Linked DNA regions of Hordeum vulgare: region 2 is linked to region 1. A link is a contact called in public Hi-C data. All regions are on one chromosome and are shown on one strand. Each heading gives the region's core, a stretch centred on a gene start, on an enhancer-like site or on the middle of the called end of the contact. The rest is flanking DNA. Distances are from core to core; before and after follow the strand shown. Region 1 has its middle 41 kb from the start of LOC123396806. Region 2 has its middle 16 kb from the start of LOC123395810.

What was found. Hi-C and Micro-C count contacts between places; a contact is called where the count stands out from the background.
Region 2: a Hi-C map of leaf shows a contact between it and region 1, with 3 times the contacts expected there. The contact joins two enhancer-like sites. A contact is called at or near these places in 3 of 6 Hi-C or Micro-C datasets (leaf and seedling).

What each region holds. Positions count from the first base shown.
Region 1 is chr5H:416,716,533-416,723,721 of MorexV3_pseudomolecules_assembly, reverse strand. No RefSeq gene overlaps it. Among protein-coding and RNA genes, the nearest start is that of LOC123396806, 41 kb to the right of the region's middle. Within about 2 kb of position 3,936, at least 3 of the 3 cell types and tissues checked have open chromatin away from gene starts, as enhancers often do. A contact at or near this core is called in leaf and seedling, where this site is marked.
Region 2 is chr5H:417,221,947-417,229,133 of MorexV3_pseudomolecules_assembly, reverse strand. No RefSeq gene overlaps it. Among protein-coding and RNA genes, the nearest start is that of LOC123395810, 16 kb to the left of the region's middle. Within about 2 kb of position 3,098, at least 3 of the 3 cell types and tissues checked have open chromatin away from gene starts, as enhancers often do. A contact at or near this core is called in leaf and seedling, where this site is marked.

The sequences.
Region 1 (7,189 bases), core at 2,687-5,186:
CGGAGTTGAGGTTTTCCACTAAGGAGTCCGACGAGATTGCGAGCTTCGTGATCGAGGATTTCTATGCGGCTTGTGGTAATTTGTGATGGACTAGTTGGAGCACCCCTGCAGGGTTAAATCTTTTCGGAAAGCCGTGCCCGCGGTTATGTGACAACGTGGAAACTTTGTTTAACACTGGTTCTAGATAACTTGAAGTTAACTTAATTAAAATATGCCAACTGGGTGCCTAATCGTGACTGTCTCTTTCTTGAGTTCCTTCTCCGATCGAGGACACGGTGGGGTTATGGTTGACGTAAGTAGGTGTTCAGGATCATTCATTTGATCATATGTAGTTCACGTCCGTTATGCGTAGATCATCCCCCTCCTTATTCTTTTACTCGTAAGTTAGCCACTAAATAACTGCTAGTCGCTTGCTGCAACCTCTCCACTTAACCATACCTCACCCATTAAGCTTTGCTAGTCTTGGCACCTTTGGAAATGAGATTGTTGAGTCCCCTGTGGCTCACAGATTACTACAACACCAGTTGCAGGTACAGGTAAAGGTTACTTGACGCGAGCGCGTTTATTGTTCATTTGGAGTTGCTTCTTCTTCTTCTTCTTCTTCATCGATCTAGGATGGGTTCGAGGCCGGCAGCTTGGGATAGCACGGATGGACGTCGTTCTTCTTTTCTTGTTTCTTTTCGTTCGTAGTCGGACCCTGCTCTTCTTCGTGATATTTATGTATTGTACGGTTGTGACTCTTATGTTGCTTGTGGCGAGTGTAAGCCAATTCTATGTATCTCATCTTTTCAGTACATGTACTTGTAACGATATCCATTCTTGCGAAACGACGAGATGCGCTTCTATCCCTGACGAGGTCCTCGTGCCAAATTGAGGATAGGATCGCATCTTGGGCGTTACAGCTGGTAATGTTGGGGAACGTCACATGGGAAACAAAAATTTGCTACGCTCACCAAGATCAATCTATGGAGACTAACATCTATGAGAGGGGAAGTTGTATCTACATACCCTTGTAGATCGCTAAGCGGAAGCGTATATAGCACGGTTGATGTAGTCGAACGTCTCCGCCATCCAAATCGCAATTTTTTCTGCGATCCCATCACGATCCATCCCGATCTAGCACCGAACAGACGACACCTCTGATTTCAGCACACTTACGGCTCGATGACGTCCTTGACTTCTTGATCCAGCAAGAGGGGCAAATAGCAGATGAGTTCCGGCAGCACGACGACGTGGTGCCGGTGGTGGTGAAACTATTTCCGCAGGGCTTCGCAAGCACAACGAAAACTATGATGGAGGATGCTTGGGGAAATATTGATGTGTTCCGGGTGCTATCCCTGGCCCTCTATTTATATGTTGAGCCGAGGGATCATTTCTTGGAGAAAGAGCCTCCTCAAAGTCGGTTTGGCACGCAGGGCAAGAGTCCTCCTCGGACTCCAGGACCATATGCCAGGGTCCTTGGTATCTAGCCCCAGACGTCAGGGTCCCTGGCGTCTGGTCCTGGCCTTCGCAAAACTCTTTTTGCATCTTCCTAAAGCCTCGTGGGCTTTACCCCTTGGCCCAAATAAAGTGTTCTCGTACCCAAACATTTCGGGAAACATATGAAACCCCTTCCAGTGAATTCCGAAAGCCTTCCGGAGACCAAACACTATTATCCCCATATTTCAAGCTTTACCTCCGGACTGTTCTGGAGCTCCTCGTCATGTCCGTGATTTCATCCGAAACTCCGAACAACCTTCGGTCACCAACATAACAACTCAACTATACTTATATCGTCACCGAACCTTAAGTGTGCAGACCCTGCGGGTTCGAGAACTATGCTGACATGATAGAGACACTCTTTGGTCAATAACCAATATCGGGACCTGAATGCCCATATTGGTTCCTACATATTGTACGAAGATCTTTATCGGTCAAACCTCGATGTCAAGGATTCCATCAATCCCATATTCTATTCCCCTTTGTCCATCGATATGTTACATGCCCGAGATTCGATCGTCGGTATCTCCATACCTAGTTCAATCTTGTTACCGGTAAGTCACTTTACTCGTTTTGTAATACAAGATCCCGTGACTAATTTCTTACTCACATTGCTTGCAAGCTTCTTGTGATTTTGTATTACCGGATGGGTCCTAGAGATATCTCTCCGTCATACAGAGTGACAAACCCTAGTCTCGATTCACGGAAACCCAACAGACACCTTCGAAGATACCTGTAGAGCACCTTTATAGTCATCCGGTTACGTTGTGACGCTTGATACACACAAGGCATTCCTCCGGTGTCCGGGAGTTGCATGATCTCATGGTTATAGAAATAGATACTTGACATGCAGAAAACAGTAGCAATAAACTGACACGATCACATGCTACGTTCATAGTTTTGGTCTTGCCCATCACATCATTCTCCTAATGATGTGATCCCGTTATCAAATGACAACTCATGTCTATGGACAGGAAACCTTGACCATGTTTGATCAACGAGCTAGTCCATTAGTGGCTCACTAGGGTTAGTGTGTTGTTTATGTATCCACACATGTATTTGAGTTTCCAATCAATACAATTATAGCATGGATAATAAATGATTATCATAAACAAAGAAATATAATAATAACTAAATTATTATTGCCTCCAGGGCATATTTCCAACAGGTAATCCATTGCTTCCGCACAACCGGTGCTTGGATCCGGCGTTGTTGCCTCACCCGAGGCGGTGCGATTCGTCTGGCGTCCGAACATCGTGACGGAAGCGCAACCCCTTCGTTGGCGCACCGAGCACGAAGCATGGCTGACCTCGGACGATGTCATGACGCGGCAATGCCCGCCGGATGAGGCAGCGGGCACATGATGCAGTGGAGGCCCTCGCGACGACGGATATTGGAGAGGTGGAGTCACACTCTCTGGCGCCCCGTATGTTGCACGGGTGCGGGCACCACAACCGCGTCATGATAGAAGTCGACTCCTCCGATGAAGGATCCGTCATCGACCTCACGTTGTTTGGTATCGTCCGAGCTACGGGCTCCAACGAGAAATAATAGGGCGTGGGAGATGGCGGGAGCTCGACTCCCGTGGACCGGCTAGTGTCCCATGTCCTACTATATCGCGTCGATGACCGGACCGACAGAATGAGGGGCGCGTCCAACCGTCGGACATGGTCATGCCGGACAAGCTCCGCTTAGTATTAGGTTTACGTTACATGTTAGTATGAATTTGAGATATCCAAATATATAATGCATTATTTGAGTTGTGGGCGCGTTCGTGATCGTTTGAGAGACCGAGTTTAAGAGTTTGGGTTGTAGATGCTTCGAATTTGACAATTTGTAGGTGAAGTATACCACGGCACTCGGCCCGGATTTAAAAGTCCGGCATAGATGAAGCATACCACGGCTACTACAAAACGTCCGGAGGAAGGATGACATTTGCTCCCCCGCGTAGAGACGCGAGCACCGAGTACCGTCGCGCGTGCGTCCCAATACGCAGCAGCACATCCCCCCGTATCTCCATCAGAACCAATCATGACACGGAAACCACCTACACAGAGGAGAGGGGTGGGAGATACGCACCACGATGCTACACACGACACTCGCGCACAAGCCAAAGGGTCTCCGTCTCGATCATCAGGGCGTCACCATCACTCGGGGTCGGAGACGCACGGCGAGCCAGCAGCGTCGCGCCGGAATCCCATGCCCACGACCACGACGCCACCCCGCTTTGGTTGTCCTTCCTTTCTCCTTTCCTTTCCGACCCTTTGGCCGCCACCAGAGATTAAAGGGACAGATGCAGGTCATCGTAATTTTTCTTTTTGAAACGGAGGTCATCGTAATAATGGCATGCAGCGCACGCTAACTAATCATCCGGCTGATGATGGGCCGGCCCCGTGCACAGGAAAGCCGGGCAAATCTTGGCCGCGCGCGCACTAGGAGATCTGGAGATGAGATGAGACGTGAGGAGGCGTAATTCGCGCGACGGACAGACAGGCTCAGACTCAGATCCCCGTGCAGTACTCTGCGGTGCCGCATCTGCTTTGTTGCCGCGACGAGATGAGGATGCGTGCGCTGTAGCCTCGGCCTGTAGCGGCCGACTGCTACGAAAGACGAAACACTAGTGGATGTGGCAATGGCATGGCAGCTGCCAGCGTGCGCTGCCCCGGGAAAGCGCGACAGGCTGCGTCGCCAGGTAGTGTGTGTGTGTGTGTGTGTAATCTTGACCCGCTAGACTAGAGTGCATCGCAGTCCCTACGTGCTACCACTCCACCGCCCACTGCGCTACCTAACTCGTGGACGTTTTTTTTTTTTCCTTTTGAGACAACTCGTGGACGGGTTATCGCACTTGTTCCTAGTACACTAGGATTTTTTTGTGTGTGTTTTGTACAGTTACGAAAAAAGCCCAGCTGGTTCGGCCCGAACGGAAATTGCTGGGTTGCTTCTGCAAGGTTTTAGCCTTTGAGATATGGGCTCCCGAGGAATTTCAGCCCAGGATGGCTTAGGGAGAGGAAAAGCGGCGGCGCGAATGTTTCGCCACTTCCCTCAGTTTCCCTCTCGTTTCTTCCGCCACCGCCCACCGAGATCGGAAAAGAAAAAAAAACTCGATTCCCCTCCGCCCTCGCCGTCTCGTCCGAGGTCCAGGGAGAAGCAAGCCGCGGCGGAGGGATAATACATACTCCGAGGTCCCGTTGCATCCGATCGGCGCGGGTGCCCTGGGATTGCGAGCATCGGTACGCTCTTCTTAGTTTTCTTTTTCTTGCTAGAAGATTACGCGCCGCTACTTCTTATTTCTCCCCCTTCGTCGGATCGCACTTCTGGTTTCTCCCTTGGATCGTTCCTGTCGAGGAATGCGATGCGGTTGGGGAAAAATAAATGCGCTGATCCGTTTGGTTTCGCTTGGTGTGCAGGTATGGATCAGGAGTGTGATGGTAATGTTCTACGCTATAACATACGGGTTGAAGCAAGTACAGTAGATGACATGTTCCTGTAGCACGTGTTCACCAAATATGTCTGTCGAAGTAAACATCTCCGTCTGCTTGAACACTGTTGGTAGCTACTGTGCTCTGCAAGATTGTGATTAGTGTCTGTCGCCCTACGGTTCCGATGTCGCCCGTCTGCTTCCCTCATGAATCTGATGTGTTCAAGTCCCCTGCACCAACCAATTCTATCAGTGTTGCGCCGCTCATGGAAAAGTAATCTTGTGCCGCATTTGGTTTGATGCCTTGTTCCATGTTTTCGTTAGATATGTGATGTGTCTGTCTGTTCAGTCACCTTCTCTTTGCAACATTTCTGTCCAATTACACTAGGACAAGTTTCAGGTGGAAACATGTTTTACCCAAGTGACTCCATTACTCACAGCTTCTGCCTTTCTTGATGCGTAGGCATAGAAGATGAGCCTGGCAATTCCAACGTCATGGATGAACAAGAGGAAAGCACGGGCAGCGCCCCTGTCCCAGTGTTCTCGGGTCGAAAGCTGAAAAGGCTCAGGTCCAAAGTATGGGATGACTTCACACCCATCTACATCGACGGTAAGCTCGCGAGGGCCGAGTGCATGCACTGCCACCAGGTCTTAAGCAGCGGCACCGGCAACCTGCAGAAGCACCAGGCCAAGTGCACCCCTGGTGCCCAGAAGAGGCCAATGCAACAGAAGCCCCCGTTCTTGTCAACCGGCCAAAATAAATCATCAGACACAGCAAAGGTATTGCCCCAGAAGAAGGCTCCTGTCCTGCTTCACATTCTTCTTGCCGATACGAATGAGGAAGGTCAGAAGGTTGGTCAGAATTTGTCTCACGGGGAACTTGCGACACATGAGCGGAAGAATCTTGCTTCATGTGATACTCCCACTGACAAAGATCGAAAGAATCAGTCGCATGAGGAACTTACAGTGCCTGACCAGGAAATTCCCACTGACATGAACCAGAGGGATCCGGAGGTTGGTCAGATTGAGCCCCATGAGGAACTTGTCAGGATATTTTCTGTGCACGGGTACCCGCCATCGATAAAGATCCATGATAGATTCACTAAGTTTGTTGCTAGCTTGAATCCTATGGTCAAGATGCCGGCCAAAGTTGACATGTACAGGTACTCGAAGGAACTGTTCGACAAAGAAAAGACCAAGCTGAAGGAAAAGTTGGCAGCTTTGCGCAGTCGGGTCTGCTTGAGTGCTTATGTGTGGCACTATGATCTGACCTCAGCGTTCCTGTGCTTGAGTGTTCATTACATTGATGATGAATGGGAGAAGCAGTCTCATATCATCAGGTTTCATTCGGTTGATCCTTCCTGCAGTGCAAAACAATTGAGCCAGGATATACTGTATTCTATTGGAAATTGGGGTCTTCGTTACAAGGTTTTCAGCATTACACTGGACGAGGCATTTCTGGATGATTCAGTTGCTTCAGATCTCAAAGCCAGTCTCCAAGAATGGAACCTTCTCTCGTCTATGTCTGCAAATCGTAATTCATCTATGTCTGCAAACCATACATCATCTATGTCTGCAAACCATAGCATTTTTGTGATACGGTGTCCAACTCATCTACTTAATCAGGTCATACATGTGGGGATGGATGAACTTCACAAAACCATGGAGAAATCCACAAAGTGTTCTAAGTATACAAAGGGCCACATCCCTTCAGCAGTGCGGTTTCTGAACTGCGGATATGCACCTTCACCTAAAGACTGGAGCAACGCACAAAGGATGTGTAAGATATTGCAAAGGTTGCGTATATGCATGGATGAGATGAACACTTGTGATGGCCCAGCTGATCTCCTTGACCGGTTATGGGATGCAAAGAGAGTTCTGCATCCAGAAGATAGTTTCTATGGAGACAAAACAGTTTCGAAAGAGCTAAAGAAGATGCAACAGAAGTTCACAGAATACTGGAATCTCTATTGCTTAAATATCTGTTTACCTGTGATCATGGATCCTTCAAAGCGTCTGGGATGCATCAAGTCTTGTCTTCGTCCTAAGTTGTACGATTATTGTTTGAGGCACGAATTGGACAAGGATATAGAAGAATATTTTCAAGAAGTGCATGATATGTTGATCAACCTCTTCTATGAATATTCTGATCAGGTGAGAGACACTAGCTGCACATCTGGGCCTAAAACAGGCAGGAACATTGTTGTGAAGGGGGATGATACGCTGATGCAATATTACCATCATATTACCTATCCACTTAGCGAGTGTCCAATGACAGAACTTGATCAGTAC
Region 2 (7,187 bases), core at 1,849-4,348, 510 kb before region 1:
TGTTGTGTTGTTGGAAGAATCAGATATGAATGATAGTGATTATGACATTCATGATGGAGATGATGATCTGTATGAAGACAACATTGACTATGATGTTGATGAAGAAGCTGAGCCAGATGTGGAAGATGTTGAGCCTAACTATTTACTTGAAGATGAAGATCTGAACCTCTCCATTGAACAACAAGAACAACTTAAGTACAAGTTCACAACATTCAATGCAAAGGTGGACATGAAATGCCCTGTTTTTACTGTGGGTATGGTATTTGCTGATGTGGTTGAGATGAGAAAAGCTTTAACTACATATGCAATAAGAAACAGAGTGCAAATTAGGAAGGTGAAGAATGACAGGATAAGGTTAGAGGCAATTTGTCAGCCAGGGTGCCCATGGATGGTCAAGGTTGGCAATGATAACAGGACTGGAGGATTTGTGATCAAGGCATTGAATCCATTGCATTTGTGTCAAAAAAATGGAAGTTAAAGGATTTGACAGCTACATTCCTGTGCAAGACATTCATTGAAGAATTCAGAGATGACCATAAGATGTCACTTGAAACATTTGCAAGGAAAATAACTAAGGAGTTTAATGTTACTCCTAACAGATGGAAGTTAGCTAGGGCTAGAACACAAGCACTTAAGCAGGTCCATGGTGATGAGGAAGAACAGTTTAGTAGGCTATGGGATTGTGGCCATGAGTTAAGGAGCAAAAACCCTAGCTCTACATTTCTTCTGACAACTACACTGGTGAAAGATATAAAATTTCCATTGGGCAGGAAATGTTTGAAAACATTGTACTGGTCATATGATGCATGTAAGAGAGGGTGGCTAAAAGGTTGTAGACCCATTCTATTTATTGATGGTTGTCACATGAAAACAAGATTCAAAGGAGTTCTTCTTAGTGCTGTTGGAATTGATCAAATTCATCTAATATCACAGTTACATGATATAGGTTCACCAAATAAGCCAACATTACTAAGGTCTCAACAAATAATACATCCATTCATCACTGAAATTCATCTAATATCTCCCTGACCTTCCTTATCTTTGATTTTGTCTCTTCCTTATGCTTGAATAGGTCACCAATCATGTACTCTAATTTCTTTTTCTCTTTCTTCAACTCATCCCTCTCTTGCATCACTTTGTCCATCTCTTGCATTACCTCATCCCTCTCTTTCATTGTTTTCCCCTCTCCTGATTCATGAGCTCAAGCTCTTGCTTAATCAGCTCAAGCTCTTTCTCTGCCTTAGCCCTAAATACTTGATGAATATTTGTGGCAGATTTGTCTGAAATCTTCTTCTTCTCTAACTCTTCCTTTAGGTCACTAAGAGCAATCTGTTTGTTTCCTACCTGAGCCAATGCTTGCTCTTTGTCAGCTACCATCTTAGCAAAATCAAGCTTGAAAAACCTTAGATCTTTTTCCATCTTCTCCTTCTCTTTCAGCACCTTAAAAATTCCTTCTGCATTTGCAAGATTATGAGAAAGCCTAATCTTGTTCTCATCTTCATACATGTCCCACAGCCTACCCAGTGTAGTCTTCAACTGAGGAGGCCACTCTGGGTCAACCCACTCCACATATCCACATTTAGGTCCTTCCTACGGAATACAAAAAAGAAAGACATTTCAGTTATTTGAATAAGGTGGCTTAAACATTATCTGAATTATCTGAATAACTTATGTGAAAGATCTTTCTCTAACTTATATGAATTAAACATTCTGACTATTACTAAGATAGATAAACATTCTGTTACTAAGACAAAAAACCTGATTCACTATGTGAATAATTAACATTCTGTTATCTGACATTTTGCTATCTGAATTCATATTTAGGAATAACATCTTTTGCACATTACTAAGATAGATAAAACCTGATTCATTATGAACAAGGTTACATGAAAACATTTTGTGCGCAAGCTGTACATCTCAGCTACATAAACAAGTTTTGAACAAGCAGAGTATAGAAAATTTGTGTAGATCTGATAATCCACTAACCTTTTGTGCACAACCTAAGAACCTTCTGCCACTATCCACTGACTGAAAGGCAACATATTTCTCACAAATGGCTTCATGTTCACATCTAGCACTTAGATCTGTAGCTAGGCCTGTCCATTCCACGCATAAAATGCATGGAGGAGCCTAAAATAGAATCTGGTGAGGAAATCCCCAATGTGCAAACCCTAAATGAAGGAGGAGGAGAAGAACATGAGCTAACCGGGCTGCTGATGTCGCTGTCCGAGGAGGAGTATGATCCCTCGCTCCAGGATACCATTGGTGCACGCGCGGACCTTCTTGGGGAGAAGAACAACACAGAGGCTGAGGGAAGAAAAAAAACAGAGAGGGGCAGCGACGGGAGTGTGAGAGGGGCAGCGACGGGAGTGTGATGCCACTAGGGGTAAGTAAGCAGAGAGAGGAGGGGCTTTAATTAATTCAGGTGCTATTTGAAACGGTCTGGGTGTTGATTAATAACTGACAAATGGAAGGGCTACTTTATAAAACAACCAACACTGCCCCACTCTGTTCACTTGGCGCGCTGTGATTCGTTGTGGACTAAAACTGCACAAGAGGAGCAAGTTCTAGGATGAAATATGTGCACTTTACAAGTTCCAGAATCAAACCATCACATTGTGTGCAAGTTGTAGGATATGGGTGCTGTTACCTAATAAAAAAGAAAGGGCGCAAAGGTTTCCTTCCGGCGAAGCCCGCACGGAACCGAGCACTGAATTCAGGCCGTACCGTACGCGCGCAGGGGCAGGCAGTGACAGCACAGTAGTATCATCCGCACGAAATCCGTGAGGTGCGGCGCGTCCCACCCCGTGTGGACTCAGACTGTGGAAGCACCAAAGCCGGAGATGAGATGACGCGCAGGCCCTGCGTGGCCATCCCCTGCCTGACAGCCACAACATGACCCGTGAGCAGTGGAGGGCCGCGTCATTCCTCCCTCTCTGACTGAGCTGAGCATGACTAGTCTCGCTCCATGTCCATGGCCATCGGAGCAAGCACGGCCCGGATCGCTCGGTATCGCCAAAGGCTATGGCCAGCGGATGGGCTGGCTCGAGTAGATCTTGACTATCCCGGGGGACCAATCATGGCGTCGCGGCTCGCTTGAAGTGGTCTCTGCCTGCCTGCCTGCCTTGCCCTGGTCACTTCCCCCCCCTATGTCCCCACACGCCAGAGGGTAAACCCTTGCGCAAACAGGCCCACGCTCTACGTCTAGTTATTATTCAGTGTGATTTTCGTGCAGAGTTTCTTTCTTTCCCTTCTGAAACGAGACAACGACGCCTCATGCGGACTGCATTCCTGCCTCTCGGTCTCGGTTTACGCAAGAATAATTTGAGTCCATACGGATGTTTCCGTACGCGAGCTTCTTGATGCAAGCTAGCCACCAGGAACCCTAGCTGCTTCCGTCAAGAGAGCCAACACTTTCAACCAGTGGCGGGCGGATCTACGTGCCGGGCAGCCCGGGCTACAGCCCCGGTCGTAGCACTCCAAGTATACATATATGTTCTGTATATTTTTGTAAAATTCCTGCCTATATAGATTAAAGCCCGTGTCCTTGGGCCAGATTAACCGGGGCTAATCCTAAAGCCCACCAGAGCTAGCGACCTAGCGTTGCAATCAGGAAAACGGGATTACGGGACCGACTCCTAGCACGTAGCCACGTACGATCGACAATCCGTTTCGTGAGGGAGTCAGCTCGATGCTTGCCTTTTTCTCGGCAGCGATCTAACCGCCGTCACCGATCTAAATCTCGTCACCGCCCAGCGGCCGCCGGCCTGCCGCTCTCTCAAGTTGATCGCGCCGCCACCGCCGACGGAGACTCGTCTGCACTGCTCGCCCCGTCTTGAACTCGTCTGGTTCCAGACCTGAACGCTGTCGCCTGCAAGTACGTAGACGCATCCAGGGGGTCAGCACAACTGAACTGAACAAGGTATGAACTGTAAAGAACCGAAGTTCAATTCTGGTATATATCTGATTGCCTGATTAGGTAGACTGGTAGAGAACTAATTTTAGCCGTCCGATTACAGAAAAATGAAGGGGACAAAGAGGGCAAATCCTTTTTCATCAAGACCTCTATCATCTTATTTCCGGTCTGTTTCACAAGTTGCCAATTCGAGTCAATCTTCTCGTGCTCAAGAATCCGGTACGAATGTTGGTGGTAGTGGGACGGTTCCTGAACATACAGTTCCTCCCCAACAACAACAACTTAGTCCTCACATTGTTGCTAATCCAGAACCAGAAGATGATAACACTAGCACTAGCAGCCAAGAGGAGAGCGATGAGCTTAATCCAGATGACATTATTGCGGATCCTGGACTTCGGAAACCGATTTCGGAGCTAGATGTAAATGTCAGAGATGCTGCTAGAAGAGAGTATTTGGTAATGGGTCCATGTCAACCAGTTGGTCATAAATATCCTGCAAAATTAATTGGAAGCCAGATGCGGAGATTTCAGGATAAATGGTTCAAAAGGTATGATTGGTTGGAATATAGTGTAGCTAATGACACTGCATTTTGTTTCTATTGTTTTCTCTTTAAGCAACCACGGGCAGAAAATTTTGGTACATAATCATTTACAAGGGTTGGTTTTACTTTTTGGAAGAATGGGATTGAAGCCTGTGATCTTCATGTTGGTAAGGATATTAATAGTGCTCATAATAAAGCTAGGAAATATTGTGAGGCTTTCAGAAATCAGCGGCAAGGTGTGGATTATGTGTTGGCAGCAACCACCAAGAAGGAGGAGGAAGAATATAAAGCTCGCATGACAATTATGATAGGCATTGCAAAGTTTTTGCTATTGCAAGCTCTTGCTTTTCGTGGGCATGACGAGTCTTCTCGCTCAAACAATAGGGGGAATTTTCTTGAAATGTTGAAATGGTATAAAGGGAAAGATGAAAAGGCTGCAAAATTGCTTGACAATGCTCCTCGGAACCATCAAATGACCGCACCAAAAATTCAAAAACAGATTTGTAAAGCTTCTGCTAATGTTACAACCAAAGCTATTATTGATGACATTGGGGATAAAAAGTTTGTTGTACTTGTTGATGAGGCACGAGATGCATCTATCAAAGAACAAATGGCCTTGGTTTTGAGGTTAGCTACTATGAAATTTATCTTTCTACTCTTTGAGTGATTCAAATTTATGCTAATCATGTTCTTATTTCCCTATGTAGGCATGTCAACAATCAGGGACAGGTGCTAGAGAGGTTTGTTGGTGTGAAGCATGTTCCAGACACGACATCCGTTTCCCTAAAGATAGCTTTGGATGGTATGTTAAAATCTCTTGGTTTATCCATCTCTAATGTGAGAGGTCAAGGTTATGATGGGGCATCAAATATGAGGGGACAATTCCATGGTTTGCAAAGACACATATTAGATGAAAACCCATATGCCTTTTATATCCATTGTTTTGCCCATCAGTTGCAGCTAGTGGTTGTTTCTGTTGCTAAATGTTCTTCCTCTGTCTTGGACTTCTTTAACTATGCTAGCATGATTGTCAACACGGTTAATGCTTCTTGTCATAGAAAAGATAAACTATTGCAAAGTCAGCATGATGAACTTCTGAACAAACTTGAGACTGGTGATATCTTCACTGGAAGAGGAAAGAACCAGGAAACTAATCTTGCAAGGCCAGGAGATACTCGTTGGGGATCTCACCATAAAACCTTATGTCGTCTTGTTCACATGTGGAAATCTGTCCTACATGTGTTAGAGAATTTAAGTGACGATGCCACTAATGCAACACAAAAGACCACAGCTTCAGGTTTGTTGGAAAAAATGGAAAGCTTTGAGTTTATATTTATTATGCATCTTATGATCAGAATTCTTGGAAAGACTAATGATCTATCAACATGCTTGCAAAGGAAAGATCAAAATATTGTGCGTGCTGTAGGCCTGATTGGTACTACATTGAAGGAAGTTGAGAAAATAAGGAACTCTGGATGGGATGAGATTTTGGAAGATACAAAGGGCTTTTGTTTTGCGCATAATATTGTTGTGCCAAATATGGAAGATAAAATACCAGCTAGAGGTCGTTCAAGGGGTCGTGGCAGCCAGATGGTAACTTATTATGACCATTTCCATCATGAAATATTCAAGGGATATTTAAATTAGTGCCCCTGGTTCCTTAGTTGTGCTCACTTTTCCCCACGCTCCAAACGTTTGCTCACTTTTCCCTTCTTCCTTAGCTGAAACTCTCACAAATGCTCATAGCGGCCGTTTGTCGTCTTGATCGTCCATTGACCGTTAATTGCTGACGAGTGGGGCCGAGTCTTCGTCTGACTGTTGCTTGCTGACGGGTGGGACCGCAAGGAGACACGTATTGGGCAGCTTGTCTGAATCTGAAACATATCTAGACAGGCCGCACTGCACTGCCCCGCCCCGCCTCCTCCGCCGACGTCGTGCCGCGTCCACCGTAGTTGTTTCCTCCACCCTATGCCCCTTTCCGTTTGTCGGCGACGCCGCGTCTCCGCCAGATATAGCCCACCTCCCCATCTAGGATTACATGGCGGTGTTGAGTGAGGACGCCCGGAATGCAGTCGACCGTAGAGAGGATTGGGTCGAATCCGCGGCAGATAATTCATGGATTAAACCTGGGTAAGCATTGTTTCCTCTCGACTTGACGTTCTAAGTCGTATTGTAGGCCGTATTTGACTTCTGTTTGCTTGAATCGTTCGAATTTGTGCTCGATTTTACCCGGCTAACTGAAGCCTTTATTTCCTTCAACAAAATAGGATTGATCCCGCGCTGGTTTTCCGGCTGGCGATTAGAATGGAAACTAGTGTGCTGCGTGGTACTAAACCGCATTTGATTTCATCATTTTTTATCCCAAAGTGGTAGAAACCAGCATATCTTTCAAAGATTTGCAAGCTGAGCTAAGAAACACCTATCCCTGGAGTGATGCCGATGTTGTTGAACTGAATTACTTCAGCAGTGACGAGCAAAGATTTCTCCCACTAACTTGCGACGGTCATATGCCATTGCTTTTTGCTGGGATTGCTGGTTGCCGATTCGGTAAACTACAAATCGATGTGCTTCAGCCACACGCAGAATGGGTGAAGCAGAAGGGAGTTCAGACATCATCTGTCTGTGCTAATAGCCAGCACCCCGGCACTCCTTGTAGGTCGACACCAAGTAAAACAAGTGGTTCATGGAGCCACAACATGCCTGCTGCCAATTGTGGTTCCGATTCAGCTG